Regions from separate parts of the Xenopus laevis genome. Here region 2 is linked to region 1. Evidence: chromatin contacts called from public Hi-C data. All regions are on one chromosome and are shown on one strand. The core of a region is the stretch at or near the end of the contact, and the rest is flanking DNA. Distances in the headings are between cores, read along the strand shown. Region 1 holds the start of LOC108711365 (DNA-directed RNA polymerase II subunit GRINL1A). Region 2 overlaps LOC108711366 (a long non-coding RNA gene).

What was found. A called contact is a pair of places that touch in the nucleus more often than the background predicts.
Region 2: a contact with region 1 is called in a Hi-C map of the XTC cell line, with 1.9 times the contacts expected there. The contact joins the enhancer-like site here to the promoter of LOC108711365 in region 1. A contact is called at or near these places in 2 of 4 Hi-C or Micro-C datasets (the XL177 cell line and the XTC cell line).

Annotation. Positions count from the first base shown.
Region 1 is chr3L:105,110,054-105,116,900 of Xenopus_laevis_v10.1, forward strand. LOC108711365 (DNA-directed RNA polymerase II subunit GRINL1A) reads right to left here and starts at 5,096. Exons shown (of 4, transcript XM_018253031.2): 1 at 4,767-5,096; 2 at 2,993-3,556; 3 at 18-228. The coding sequence starts at 4,852. It overlaps LOC108711366 (a long non-coding RNA gene), which reads left to right and starts at 5,251. Exons shown (of 4, transcript XR_001934884.2): 1 at 5,251-5,447.
Region 2 is chr3L:105,173,098-105,179,827 of Xenopus_laevis_v10.1, forward strand. All of the region lies in intron 2 of LOC108711366 (a long non-coding RNA gene), which reads left to right. Among protein-coding and RNA genes, the nearest start is that of LOC108711364, 12 kb to the left of the region's middle. Within about 2 kb of position 3,769, at least 1 of the 7 cell types and tissues checked has an H3K27ac peak or open chromatin away from gene starts, as enhancers often do.

The sequences.
Region 1 (6,847 bases), core at 3,846-6,345:
ATACATCAAACACTTACCTCATAAGTCTTATTCTGTGCTAACTGGAGAGCTATGGACTCCTCTAATGGCAGTAACTGGGCAGGGGCATGATGAAGAGGTGGAAAACTTGCAGCTGTGATATCATTTAAGTGTTTCTTATCCTGTGCTCTTCTCTCTTCAGCAGAAATTGTAAGTCCCCTTCCTCCTGGTGACTGGCTAGCAGAGGAACTATTTGAACCTGATGGAAACCTGTAACATGAATCAGGAATTAATGTCTTGTAATCAGTTTTAATGAATGAAGGTGCAAAAAAAAAAAAAAATCTGATTTGGTGCAAATATAACAAATATGATGTCACATAAAATACTTTTAACAATCCACCTTGTTTTTAATTACGTAAGCACATACAGTGTTGTGTAGCATTTTTTACAGAGCAAAGGACAAGCTTCTCTTCTGCCTGGCATATCATCTGTAATGTTCCTATGCACCAGCATTTGTTATTTGTAAGAAATGCCACTCTGTTAAGAAATGACCAGAGTAAATATAAAGATCACAAACTTCAAAGAATATGTATGTTTATGCTTAATACACATGAAATCTTTTTATCTCTGATGCAAAGAGAATTTTTTGCACTAGAGCAAATAGCAACAGAAAGGTTGATTGATATTTGCTGCCTTATGGTTTTTATCCGCAGGATGCACGTTTACGTTGGTCCTTCTGGGTAGACCCGTAGGGCAGATAGAAATCGTGTGATGCACTGCATAAGGATATAGCACGAACATATATAAATACACTTAAATGTATTAAAGGAATTGTTCAGTGTAAAAATAAAAACTGGGTAAATAGGCTGTGCAAAATAAAAAATGTTTCTAAAATAGTTAGTTAGGCAAAAATGTAATGTATAAAGGCTGGAGTGACTGGATGTCTAACATAATAGCCAGAACACCATTTCCTGCTTTTCAGCTCTCTTGGTTTACACTGACTGTTTACCCTGGTTACCAGGCAGTAACCAATCAGAGACTTGAGGGGGGCCACATGGGTCATATCTGTTGCTTTTGAATCTGAGCTGAATGCTGAGGATCAATTGCAAACTCACTGAACAGATATGTACCATGTGGCCCCCTTCAAGTTGCTGACTAACTCAGAGTTAAAAAGCTGAAAAGCAGGAAGTAGTGTTCTGGCTATTATGTTTGACATGCAGTCACTCCAGCCTTTATAGATGAAATTTTTGGCTAACTAACTATATTAGAAACATTTTTTATTTTGCACAGCCTATTTACCCAGTTTTTACTTTCACACTGAACTGTTCCTTTAAAGTACAATTTCAGGATTGGTTTATAACCCCACAAGAGCTATATTTTCAGTCCAGTGCCACCTTAAAGGGATCCTGTCATCGGAAAACATGTTTTTTTCAAAACGCATCAGTTAATAGTGCTGCTGCAGCAGAATTCTGCACTGAAATCCATTTCTCAAAAGAGCAAACAGATGTTTTTATATTCAATTTTGAAATCTGACATGGGGCTAGACATTTTGTCAATTTCCCAGCTGCCCCTGGTCATGTGACTTGTGCCTGCACTTTAGGAGAGAAATGCTTTCTGGCAGGCTGCTGTTTTTCCTTCTCAATGTAACTGAATGTGTCTCAGTGGGACATGGGTTTTTACTATTGAGTGTTGTTCTTAGATCTACCAGGCAGCTTTTATCTTGTGTTAGGGAGCTGTTAACTGGTTACCTTCCCATTGTTCTTTTGTTTGGCTGCTGGGGTGGAAAAGGGAGGGGGTGATATCACTCCAACTTGCAGTACAGCAGTAAAGAGTGATTGAAGTTTATCAGAGCACAAGTCACATGACCTGGGGCAGCTGGGAAATTGACAATATGTCTAGCCCCATGTCAGATTTCAAAATTGAATATAAAAAAATCTGTTTGCTCTTTTGAGAAATGGATTTCAGTGCAGAATTCTGCTGGAGCAGCACTATTAACTGATTCATTTTGAAAAAAAGATTTTTTCCCATGACAGTATCCCTTTAAGCATAACCCCTCCAATTCCATCCCCTACACATATGCAGTACAGACTGTGCAAGAGCTGATCAAGGACAACAAAGGTACAGCCCCCCTGCTGCTCAAAGAAGAGCAGTGGCCTAAAATCATGTAAATTCACAATACTACAAATCTTAGTCCAAGTCTGTGATCTAGTAAGCATGGCAAGATACTACCTTGCTGTGATTTAAGCTACCTGGGCCAGTGTACTTTTTCCAACAGGAGCACCAGCCCTGGGAGTGGGAATAAACCTATCAATTCTACAAAAAATTTAATCAGTTTTCCATACTGCAAGGATTTATTCCATCACATAATGAGTTGTCGGAAAAATGATTATTCAGAGAGGTGTTAAAGCCCAATTGTAATGCTGAGCTATAACATCACAATTGCCCTGCTTTCCTGCATGGATGCAAAAAAAACTTCCCAGGGGGGGGGTTAGCAGTTGCCATGATTGGCTGCTTGATTTCCTCTGTTCTCTGAAAGTGATCGTACATGCACACTTGAAGCCAATATGTTCCTTGTGTGAAGTGGGCATCGCCCTGGTTGCCAATTATGACAGTGAGCAGAGGAAACAGAAGTCAAAAAGTCAGTCACCCCACTGTGCCTCTCTGCTTTTAAAGGAGAACTAAACCCAAAAGATGAATATGGCTAAAAATGCCATATTTTATTGCCATTTTTAATAGCAGCAATGGTCCAGGACTTCAAACTTGTCACAGGGGGGTCACCATCTTTTACAAAATGTCTGCAACACTCACATGCTCAGTGGGCTCTGAGCAGCTGTTGAGAAGCTGAGCTTAAGGTTAAAGTTTACCTTTCATTCTCATTTAATAAATGTGAAAAAAATTCTAAACACTGTGAAGCAGTTTTAATAAAATACATATGCCCCATACATTTTAAAGTCAAACAAGTTTTACTTTTACCAACATGCGCACACACAAGGCAGAGATTAATTAAATGTTAACTATGAGTTTTTTTACTTACCTGCTGGGCATGTATTTTTCCTTTTTTTTAATTGGCCTATGTGCTCTGTTTTCTAGTACTTCAACATAGTGAAGTTTTGTCTTTGCTGCATTTAAAAAGGGTGGATTTATTCCCTGCATAGATGATGTTGTTGGTGGTGCACTCCGGTTTGTTTCTTCCACACCATCTTTAATATGAATGTTCTTTAAATCATTAGCCAATGTGTCAGCATTGAAGGTAAGATCATCTTTGTGGTCTGCAGTTATTTCAGTCTTAATAGAGTAAGATCTAGAAGGTTCTTCAGTGGGATTTTGTGGACCAGCAACAATATTTATATTTTGAGAAGAGCTGAGCGTTTCTTCAGCTAAATGAGTGTTAAGTGCCCAAGTTTTTAAAGGTGAACCCACTTCCACTTTTTCACTGGTCTTATTTTCCCTGGTTTGAGCTGCTTGGAAGTCCCCTTTGAATGCAGCTATAAGATCTCCTGTTCTTTTCAACGCCTGACTCTCTGCAATAGCAAGTCGCACTTTTTCAGTAAACTCCAAAATTTTTTTTCCTTTGTCAGGCAGTCGGGCAAGAAACTTCCTAAATTAAAAAGAGAGTTTTTAATAGTTATGAACAGTGAATTATAAACAGGGTAGAACCTATAAGCAAATTTTGGTTGCTGCACTAATCCATAGCAGGAAGTACAGGATGACTGGGATATGGGGCAAAGTGATTAAAACAGGGTCTAGAAGTGAAAATAGAATAAGTGTTACTGGGGATAAAAGGACTGGACATAAAAAATACTGTAAGAATGGGAGACCAACATTTGAACATGTGAAAGCTGGAGAAATGTAAAAAGGAACGTAACAAGAAGGTTGAATACAAACAGTTGGTAACTCAAAATCAACTGCGAGAACCACTGGTTCAGGATACATTAGGCTGCAGAACTCCAAAAAGAAAACTTTGTATTAACTAGCACAGCATAGATCTGCTCAATAAGTTTTGAAAATGAGCTTTCACTTTTCAATAACTTTCCCCCAAATGCACAGTAGTTAGCATTGCTGTCTGCTTCTCTGGGTGCCTTGGTATGATTGCAGCCAAAGTACAGTCTCAGTGGAATTTCTCTATTCTTTTCCTTTTGCGTTCTGTTTCTAGCTATTTATACAAACAACAAACCAGCAGTTGTATTCATTTTCTGGTGACATTGATGGTGCTTTGTGCTAGCCGTTTGCTTAATAAGCGTCATTTCCCATGTAGGGTCTGTGCTGCTCATGGTCACCCATTGACAAACTACTACTACAAAAATAAAAACAAAACAAATCCACTTTTTTATCGGTATAGAATAAGGAAGCATTGTTTTAGAACATTAAAGACTTTCCAATCTTTTTGTAAAAACGGGAAACAGTCTAGATCAGTTAAAAACCTTGCTGGTGATACAGAATGTGCTGTAATTAAAGGGAGCCTGGACATCATTGGTCTTTGCAGCAGCCCTGAGCCTCATTTCAGGGTTTCCCTGTCAGTATCAGAGGCAAGAAGTGAAAGGTCCAGCATGGCATATAATGGCATATAATAAGTAGCTGTTGTTTACTTGTGCCACACCATTTATCCAGTGAGACGCAGTGTGGGTGAATGTACAGCACCGTGCCCTTTATTCCTTACTACCCCTATGCAGCCAATGAATGGAGTGTTATCCAGTGTGGGGGGAAGTGCTCGCTAGCAAATGAGTGAGTGCAAAGGTAACTGGCTCCATGTAACCATGAGAGCGCACAGTAGGACTAGGACTTGAGCTCATGCACACACCGCTATTTACCTGTTATTCACGAGCTTCTCTTGTCTCTCTAGGATCTCCAGCAGTTGTTCCACACTCTTCCCCTTCAGATCATTGCCACTCGACATCCCCCTGCTTAAATACACTGATAAAATACCCAGGGACAATTCCCGTGATAAAGGGCCTGTTCCGGGATTATATTTTTACAAGAAGCGCTGACTAAAAGCACCAGCAGAGCGCCGCCATGTTAATTGCCGATGCGCCTGCGCGTGACGTCAATACGTGTTTGCGTGTAGCTAAAGGCTCGGCTGAAGGCGTTTCTGGGTTGTTTTTCTGCAAGTTGCTAGGTGCTTGCCTGCTGGAGTCGGTGCAGTGAGGGGAATGGCAGATACGGCGAGTAGTGGGTGTTAGATATTGCTTTAGCGAGTATACAGCAGCTGTATTCTGTTTGTGGGTGGGTATACGGAACGCATTTTAGGTAGGGTTGCCACCTTTTAAAACAAAAAAAAATACCGGCCATGGTGGGGGGGGCGTAAAAGAAAGGGGCGGGGCGTAAAGCGAAAAGGGGTGGAGCCTATGCGAGGTGCGCCGCGAAAAGGGGCGGAGCCTATGCGGGGCGCGACGAAAGAGGCGGAGCCATGGGGCGTGGCGTCACTAAAGGGGCGGGTCATGTGGAGTACTGCTGCAAAGGGGGCGGGGCCACCGCTCGAAGCCAACGAAAATGTAAGTTTTCATCGGGCGGGCAGGGGATTTTGTAAATGGTATTACAAATTAGCAGCAGCTACATTGCCTGTAAATTTGTAATACCGGCCCCAGCAGGTGTTTTACCGGCAAGGCCGGTAAAATACCGGCCGGGTGGCAACCCTAATTTTAGGACATCCTGCAGCGAAATAGCTGTCCTTCATGCGATGTCCTATGCCTTCGAAATGGCGCATCGGTTGCTTTTATCGTCACTCATCGTCCAAATCTGCAATCACACCTCCGTCCTCTACCCTACCTTCTCAGCCATCACTCATACGAACTCCTTCCGCCCACCCTGCTCAGCCTGTACCCCAGGTCTGGACTGAGAATTAAAATAGGCCCTGGCATTTCAGATACACAGAGGCCCAATCAGCCCCCCCAGCCCACTAAATAGTGACTTTCTATGGCACCTTATAGCAGCCCCTCTGGCATTTGCCAGAACCCGCAGATTGCCAGTCCGGCCTGCTCCACCCTCTTTCCTCAGCACTCCCCCCTCAGATCTCTCTTTTCAGCCGACAGTTTTATTTTAAGTTTCTAAAGTGAACAAGGGCGGAAGGAAGAGGGCTGAGGGCGGAGTTCGTATGAGTGATGGCTGAGAAGGGAGGGTAGAGGACGGAGGTGTGATTGCCGTTGTTGCACGAATAAAAAGTTTTTTTCACATATCGGAGTGCTGCTGCAATTGTTTATCCACGTGCAGATTTTGACGATGAGTGACGGTAAAAGCAACCGATTCGACATTCCGAAGGCATAGGAGATTGCATGCAGGACAGGTATTTTTGCTGCTGGATGTCCTAAAATGCGTTCCATATGGGTATGGTCATAGAGATTGGTGCTTGGTACTAGGGTTGTTGCCAGGTATAATTTTCAAAACCAGCCAAAGACGGCTACAAAACAAGCCCAAAACTAACCAAGAGGCACTTCAAATGTAACCGACAAATAGCACAATATGTGGGATGAAAAAAAGTCTAAAAATAAATGAATATATGTGAAAATACTCCTTTTTCAAGTTTTTCTATGAAGCAAAATGGGACAGATTTGCCCGTCGCCAGGGGTATAACTACAGAGGGGGGCCCAGGAGGTATAGGGGCCCCATAAGGCCTTAATTCATATGCGATCTCAATAAATATTGGTAAATCTGCTCATCCTCTAGACATTTTGGTGGCCAGCAGATTTTTGCCCCAGAATTAGCTGAAATTGAGGAAAGTCACTGGAAAACGTGAGAATGCTTGAGTGTTGGGAGACTGGGTAGAGAGCCCAAAATCTGGTAACTCCTAACTTCTACACAAGCCAGTCACATTGCATGCTGGGTATTGTAGTCTTACATTGAACTTAAACAGTTGGCAAATTGTTAAACAAAAACTACATTACCAGCATGCATTGGG
Region 2 (6,730 bases), core at 2,519-5,018, 62 kb after region 1:
CTGATTCGTTATTAGCACAGACATAGCAAGCCTTTTTTTTTACAAATAAATTAGCACATTGAATATATAAGCATATATACAATATTCATATATAAAGTGCTCCCTCTAGAGCCAGTGGCCTACAACTAAAAGAGTGGGCAAATGAATACAAACATTAATAAAGGTACCCAAAAAGGCCCATGTTACTCTTCACTACAAAGGAAAAGCTTATAACAACCTACGTGATCCCTCTGATCAGTACCCTGAGCCAAGTTCTGTTGTAAAACTGCTCGATGTTCATATCTCGAGATTCCTCTGAAAGTGAGGTGAGCATGACCCTCCACTGAGGGAAATAATGTCGATATATTACTTCTTCCTGTACAGCAAAGGATTATGAAGCTGTAGTGCCACTTGCCCTGACTACAAGTTCAAGGATTAAAAGGTTAAAAATGTTGAAAAAAGTACACAAAATAATCTCCAGGGACTTGGCTTTGACAAAAGCCACACACTTTTCCATAGTTCAGCCTTACAACGGACACTTAAGGGCTTTATATATATCAGGGGAATCCCAGAACAGGTGGTGCTAATATAGCCCCTAATATATTTAGATACAATTAACACTAATACTAAAACCTGAAAATGGTGTCCGAGGCACCAAAACCCTGAACTAGCTGCTGGAAAGGAGAATGGTGAGCCAGTAACAACTTGAATACAATCACAGATCATAGATCACCATTAGATAAAATTAATTATTGTACAACTATTACATCTGCTCGTTTCGTGCCTCTCTGGGGCTGGTGTCAACCTTTTCCGAGCTTTTCCCCGGATTGTCAAACTTGCTGCCTGTCCTTCATCTCTTGTCTGTTCATTGATTTATTTTCTTTCACAAAAGGGAGTCGAGTAACCCATAGGGAACCTGCTAACATGTAAAAGATCAAGATTTTCAGTGTTATCTAATGGCAGTAATGTATTGTATTCATTTTATTGGTTGAGTCCCATAAATAAATGACCTAAACATTGATGGTTTAGTCTCCATTAATTATTTTTCTTTTAGCCACATATAAGCAATGTACAGTATAGAATATTAAAATAGCTTTGTCTTGCATTTCTTATTCATTTGGCCAGTCTCTGTTGACTTTTTCCTGTCTTTATATTTATGGAATTTATTTGTACATTATGCACCAGGCTAAGTAAAATCTCTGTCGTGAATATGAAAGGACCACCATGCCAGTGGCATAGATTCTTCAGTTCTGTTCTTTTTGATCTATACAATATTTCGTTTCAACATACATTGAGCAAGATCAAAATGACCAAAGACTTACAGGGTCAAACTAGGTTTATGACATCATTTTTATACTTTTTTTCTATTTACATTAGTAATGTGACTTTAGGACGGAGGGGAGTAATAAGGATTTGCTGTTTGCATTTTTGTCTTTTTATTATTGGGAAGGCAGGTTCTTAGGCTTATCATTATTATTAGTTCTATTGGAATGCAATTCACACCATTCCAAACTTGGTATAGTACAGGTGTTACTATCATTAGAGATGAACAAATAGTTTCATTAACATTTAGATTATGTATGAGTCATGGGGATTATATTGTGTTTAAGCATTTGCTTGGATTTGAGCTCATTTAAGATTGCTTTAATGGAAGATGAGGTGATTTATTAAGAATTTTTGTTCTTATTCTTTTGAAGTGTATTTGATGAGAGTTTGCTAATTAGTTCAGAAAATGAAAAGGTGTAGAAAGTTTTATAATGCACTGCATCTGTATAAGAATGGTATAAAAAGAGACTTTCTATTCAGAACCACAAAGTCATTATATAGTGATTATCCATTAGGGACTGATATTGTTACACCAGTGGAAGCTATAGACCATCTTGTCTGTCCGTTAATTGCTTACCTCTAGATAGACCCACCACATCTGCATGAAACGTATTCCATGTATTTCTTGAAAGTGGTATTTTCTTGTGTAATTGTATAATTCATTCTGTGCTGCCTAGCTTTTAGCCATATTCTGCTGCCACAAACTTCCCTTCTAAATAGAGACAGCTGGGAGGTATGGAACATCTTACCTATACCCAGTAACTAATATAGCCATAGTTTGCAAGGGGAGCTCAGACACTAAGAATGCTCTAGCACAGGGGTCCCCAACCTTTTTTTTTTACCAGTGAGCCAAATTCAAATATAAAAAGAGTTGGGGAGCAACACAAGCATGAAAAAGTTCCTTGGGGTGCCTAATAAGGGCTGTGATTGGATATTTAGTAGCCCCTATGTGTACTGGCAGCCTACAGGAGGCTCTGCTTGGCACTATACTTAGTTTTTATGCAATTAAATCTAACTTCCAAGCCTGGAATTAAAAAATAAGCACCTGCTTTGAGGGCCCTGAGAGCAACATCCAAGGGGTTGGAGAGCAACATGTTGCTCACAAGCTACTGGTTCGGGATCACTGCTCTAGCAGAATTAAGTGTTTTGAATACAAAAAAAGAATTATTACATGTACATCTAAAGACATTTATGATATAGACAATTAGCAATGTTACTCCATTCTGCACTTTGGGTACAGAACCAACCAATACTACAGATTTCTCCATTAAGGTCTAAAACCAACTGCAATATGATGAGCAGCCATTAAAAGGGTTGTGTTTGCAAGCCTATTATTAACATCAGCTATTCAAATATTTGTATTTATAGATTGGGTTTCAGTCTCTACTTACATTCATTATGATCTAGTTAATCTACACACCATGCTGGATTTAGTAGCAGATAATTAGATGTAATAGCGAGTCACCCAGCCAAAACAAATATGTTGATGTTATTATGCAAGGGATATATTATAGTGTGACGACATCACAAAAAAGATGGATGAGACAAATTTAGAGCTACGGATACAGATTTCCAAGCCATGTGTTTTTCTGGGACTGCCCAGTTCCAAATTATGGGAAGGCAATCTCCCATAGAGTCCATTCTAAAAATAATTCTAATTTTTTTTTTTTAAATTATTTCCTTTTTCTATGTAACAATAAACTAACTAAGCTGCATGAATTCATATTCATGGCAAAACAATCCAATTTGGGATTATTAAATGATTAAATCATTTTTGGCAGACTTATTGTGACAAAATTACAGAAACATTGTAACCCCCCAGTCCACAAAGATTCCAAATAATAGATCATGTACTTGTAGTAAATTCCATCACACTTCCATTAATTGCAAATAGTTGCAAATACCAACAAGACCCTTTAGACTGGTTATTAAATATGCCCTAAATCTGCATTCCTTATTAAGGATTCTTGATGGGAAAGTAGCACTAATAATCAGGTTACTGCGAATGATTTCTTACAAGGACTGTTGCACCTTTAGGGCATCAAAGGTTACATGATGTCTGCAGGGCTCTGTATTGTATACCAAGTTGTATCTAGCCATCTAGCTGATTCACTAACTAAGATAATAATTGTGACAAACTTTTAGAACATTAATGAAGGCATTATGAACAGTTCTGTTGTGTATATTTTACATGTACATAGCACCAAACATTCGCACTAGGCTGCTGAGGTACCCTACAGGGATACAGTACATTCAGTACCTATATCCCTCATCTGTGATAACCTGTTTTGATCAGAGTACCATGAACAGGGTTGGACTGGGCTGGTGGAACACCAGGAAAAACCCTGGTAGGCCCCATCCCTCATGGGCCCTGCTGACCCAGACCCACTCCTGCTGTGCTGTCCCCTGACACCTCGCAGGCCCCCCGATCGCAGCAGCAAATAGTGAAAAACAGGCACACAACCAGGTACACTCTGGGTGAGAGACGGGGAGGAGGAAAGTTGTGGCCCCGGGTAAACTTCATGGCTCTGGGGGTTCAGTACCCCCTAATGCAACAGCCCTGGTGGGCCATGGACCCCCCCAGTCCAACGATGACCATGGATCACCCTGGATGGGGTAAATTGTAGGAAAAAGGTGCATGCAAGGGTGATTCTTAGAAACCCAGACACACAAGTAAAGATAAGAGACCAATCTGTCCAGGCCATAGCAAAATAAATGCAAACCCAGCCAGGTTATTAATACATCATTGAAATTCCTACAACCAAGCCAGAATTTTTGAGTGTGTGTGTCTGTTTGGCTCTGAGAAAGAGAACGTCAGCCTTATACTTATAAGTATGGTGAGAATCATAGTTCAGAAGTTCCCCTGTCTACTGACTAGCCCAGCTGTATAACCCACTTTGATTTAAGACATTTTTAATTAAATGAATGTATGTATAGGAGAAGGAAAAGAGGTTTCCCATCAATGTCATCCCTGTGAGTGTCCAGTTAACTGCACTGCTCTTTGATGTATATACTGATAGCCTGGGCATGCCTGAGCAGCACTGTCACCCGTGCGCTAACACAAAAGGGCGTCATTCTCCCTGCAACTGCCATTTCCTGGCACAGGTTCATGTATTATGTGCAGAGTTTAATGTTCAGAAGACAAAGCAGCGTGGAGCAACTGAAAACGATTACTGTTTTTCTGGGAACAGCTTTGTTATTGAGGGGAAATTGTCAGGAAAGCGAGATCTAGATTCAGATAGTCAGGAAGGAAAACCTACAAGCAAAGTGTTTGGGGATTTGGCAGGATGGAGAGTCCATTACTGATATGTTCATTCATTTCAGGTTCAGTGCAATATTTTCATACAACAGATATTTTTTAATGAACAAAGTGGATTTTCTTCTGCCTTGGAAGCACAAAGACAAGTGTTATTCCGTCTGTACTGCACAATATACATGGGGTAAATAATTGGGGTTATAAGTGTGCCGTAAAAATGGGGGCTGTGGCACTTAAAGGTAAATGCACTTTTAGTATAACTCAGACAGTGATATTTGAATTGATGATTGGTCAGATCCCATATAAGCTAAGACATGACTCCTATCAGCTATATGCATTTTAAATTGAAATTTTAAAAGGCAGGTAATTATAAGAACCATACAAATAAAGACCAATAAGAAAATTGCTAAGAACAGACCATTATATAATATGCTAAAAGTTCATCTAAAAGTAAAAATACCCCTTTAATATATGAAGAATAAAACACTCTGCAACCATGCAGTTGATATGTTAATAAAATAGATTATGTGCCTATACAATGTGCCTAAGGGAATTTTTCAGAACATTATATATTGTGTTTCTAAACTCCAGGGTCAGACTAGGCTGGTGGGACACTGGGTTAAAACTTGGTGGGCCCTGCCAACCCAGATCTGCACCCTTCTGAGACCCCACGCTGTCCTCGATTCCTATGATCGGATCTTTGTGTCTATGGCCAGTTTAACCCAGGTGTATGTACCAGATTTCTTTTTATTGACCTACCTAAATCGAAGGTAAAAAACATGAGCAGTTGTGCAGGCTGCACTTTAGTCTTCTCTGCTGCCATCTTGTGGCTGTTTTTCTATGAACAGCTAAATATTCCAATTCCGTCTTTAGACCAAGGTCTCACAATTTATGTAACATTTAGATATTGAGGGTGGTGAGAATTTTGCAAACCGTACAGTGGCTCTGTTTTTTGCATCTTTTCTTCCAGCTCATATTCTGACAGCAAATATTGGACTGTTAATATAGCAGATTGGTTTGTCTGTGATGACTGTAAATAGAAATCAGTAGCACAGTCCAGATTATCCTTTCTTCCTTTCACACCATCACACATCTGGTAACCAAGGATGAGGCCCATAACACAGGCAACACATTCGTATCACATTTATGCACTGCACTGACTGGAAAATAAAAGATTTAAGGTTAAAACACCTTCCTTCTCTATTGTGTAACAATAAACAGAATAAAACATACACTCCACAAAAAGGGGGAAGTGTTTGAGATCAGTTGTATAGTGCTTGCCAGGGCTTGTCCCATACCAAGGGGCACACACAGGATCAAGTGCAACACAATCAATAATAAAACCATGCTACAGACAAATATCAACAAACATGAGTCCATATCTGACACCAGTTATGTTCCACTAATGTTTATCAGTAAAATAATTAATACACTTAATTGCATGTGCTAAATACTATTCTATAATTGGTATCACTGAGAGCTGGTGGGATGAAACCTGTGACTGGGCTGTCAATTTAAATGGCTATAATTGAAGAGGACACTCGCACACCCGTTGTATAAATATTAGGGTTCACTCGGTGCACAGTGATTGGAGGATACGGCAACCTCCCAATGAACTGCATAGAAAAGAACCACACTGGCACACGAGACTTGTATCTGATACAAGTCTTGTGTTCCCGTGTGGTTCTTTTCTATGCAATTTAAAAGGCTACACACTTTTTAGGAGGGACAGAGAGATTTGAAAGGGGTTGTCTTTATGTAGAGCCTGAATTAAAGCTGTGCTCTAAAGAAATAACCATGGATGGCTCTGTGGAGTGTGTGGAATCACTTTGGGTTGAAATTCCGGGCAAAAAGCTACAAAGAAAATTACCATTGGTGTATGCTACACAGGGTTGCCACTTTTTGGCCTGTCTAACTCCGGGCAGGGGCGGGGCTGTGATATCATTGCAGGATGGGGGCTGGGTCATGATATCAGTAGTGGGTCTAAGACGTGGCAATCTGTGATTGGTCGATAGTTGTGTCAATCATAGGGAATCCTGCCCTGTTTTCCTAATTTGGAAAACCGGGTAGGCAGTTTTGACTCAGACAGCCCTTCAAAAAACCAAGCTGTCCGGATCGAAACGGGACAGATGGCAACCCTAATGCTGCAAACCACCTTAAATAAGTGGC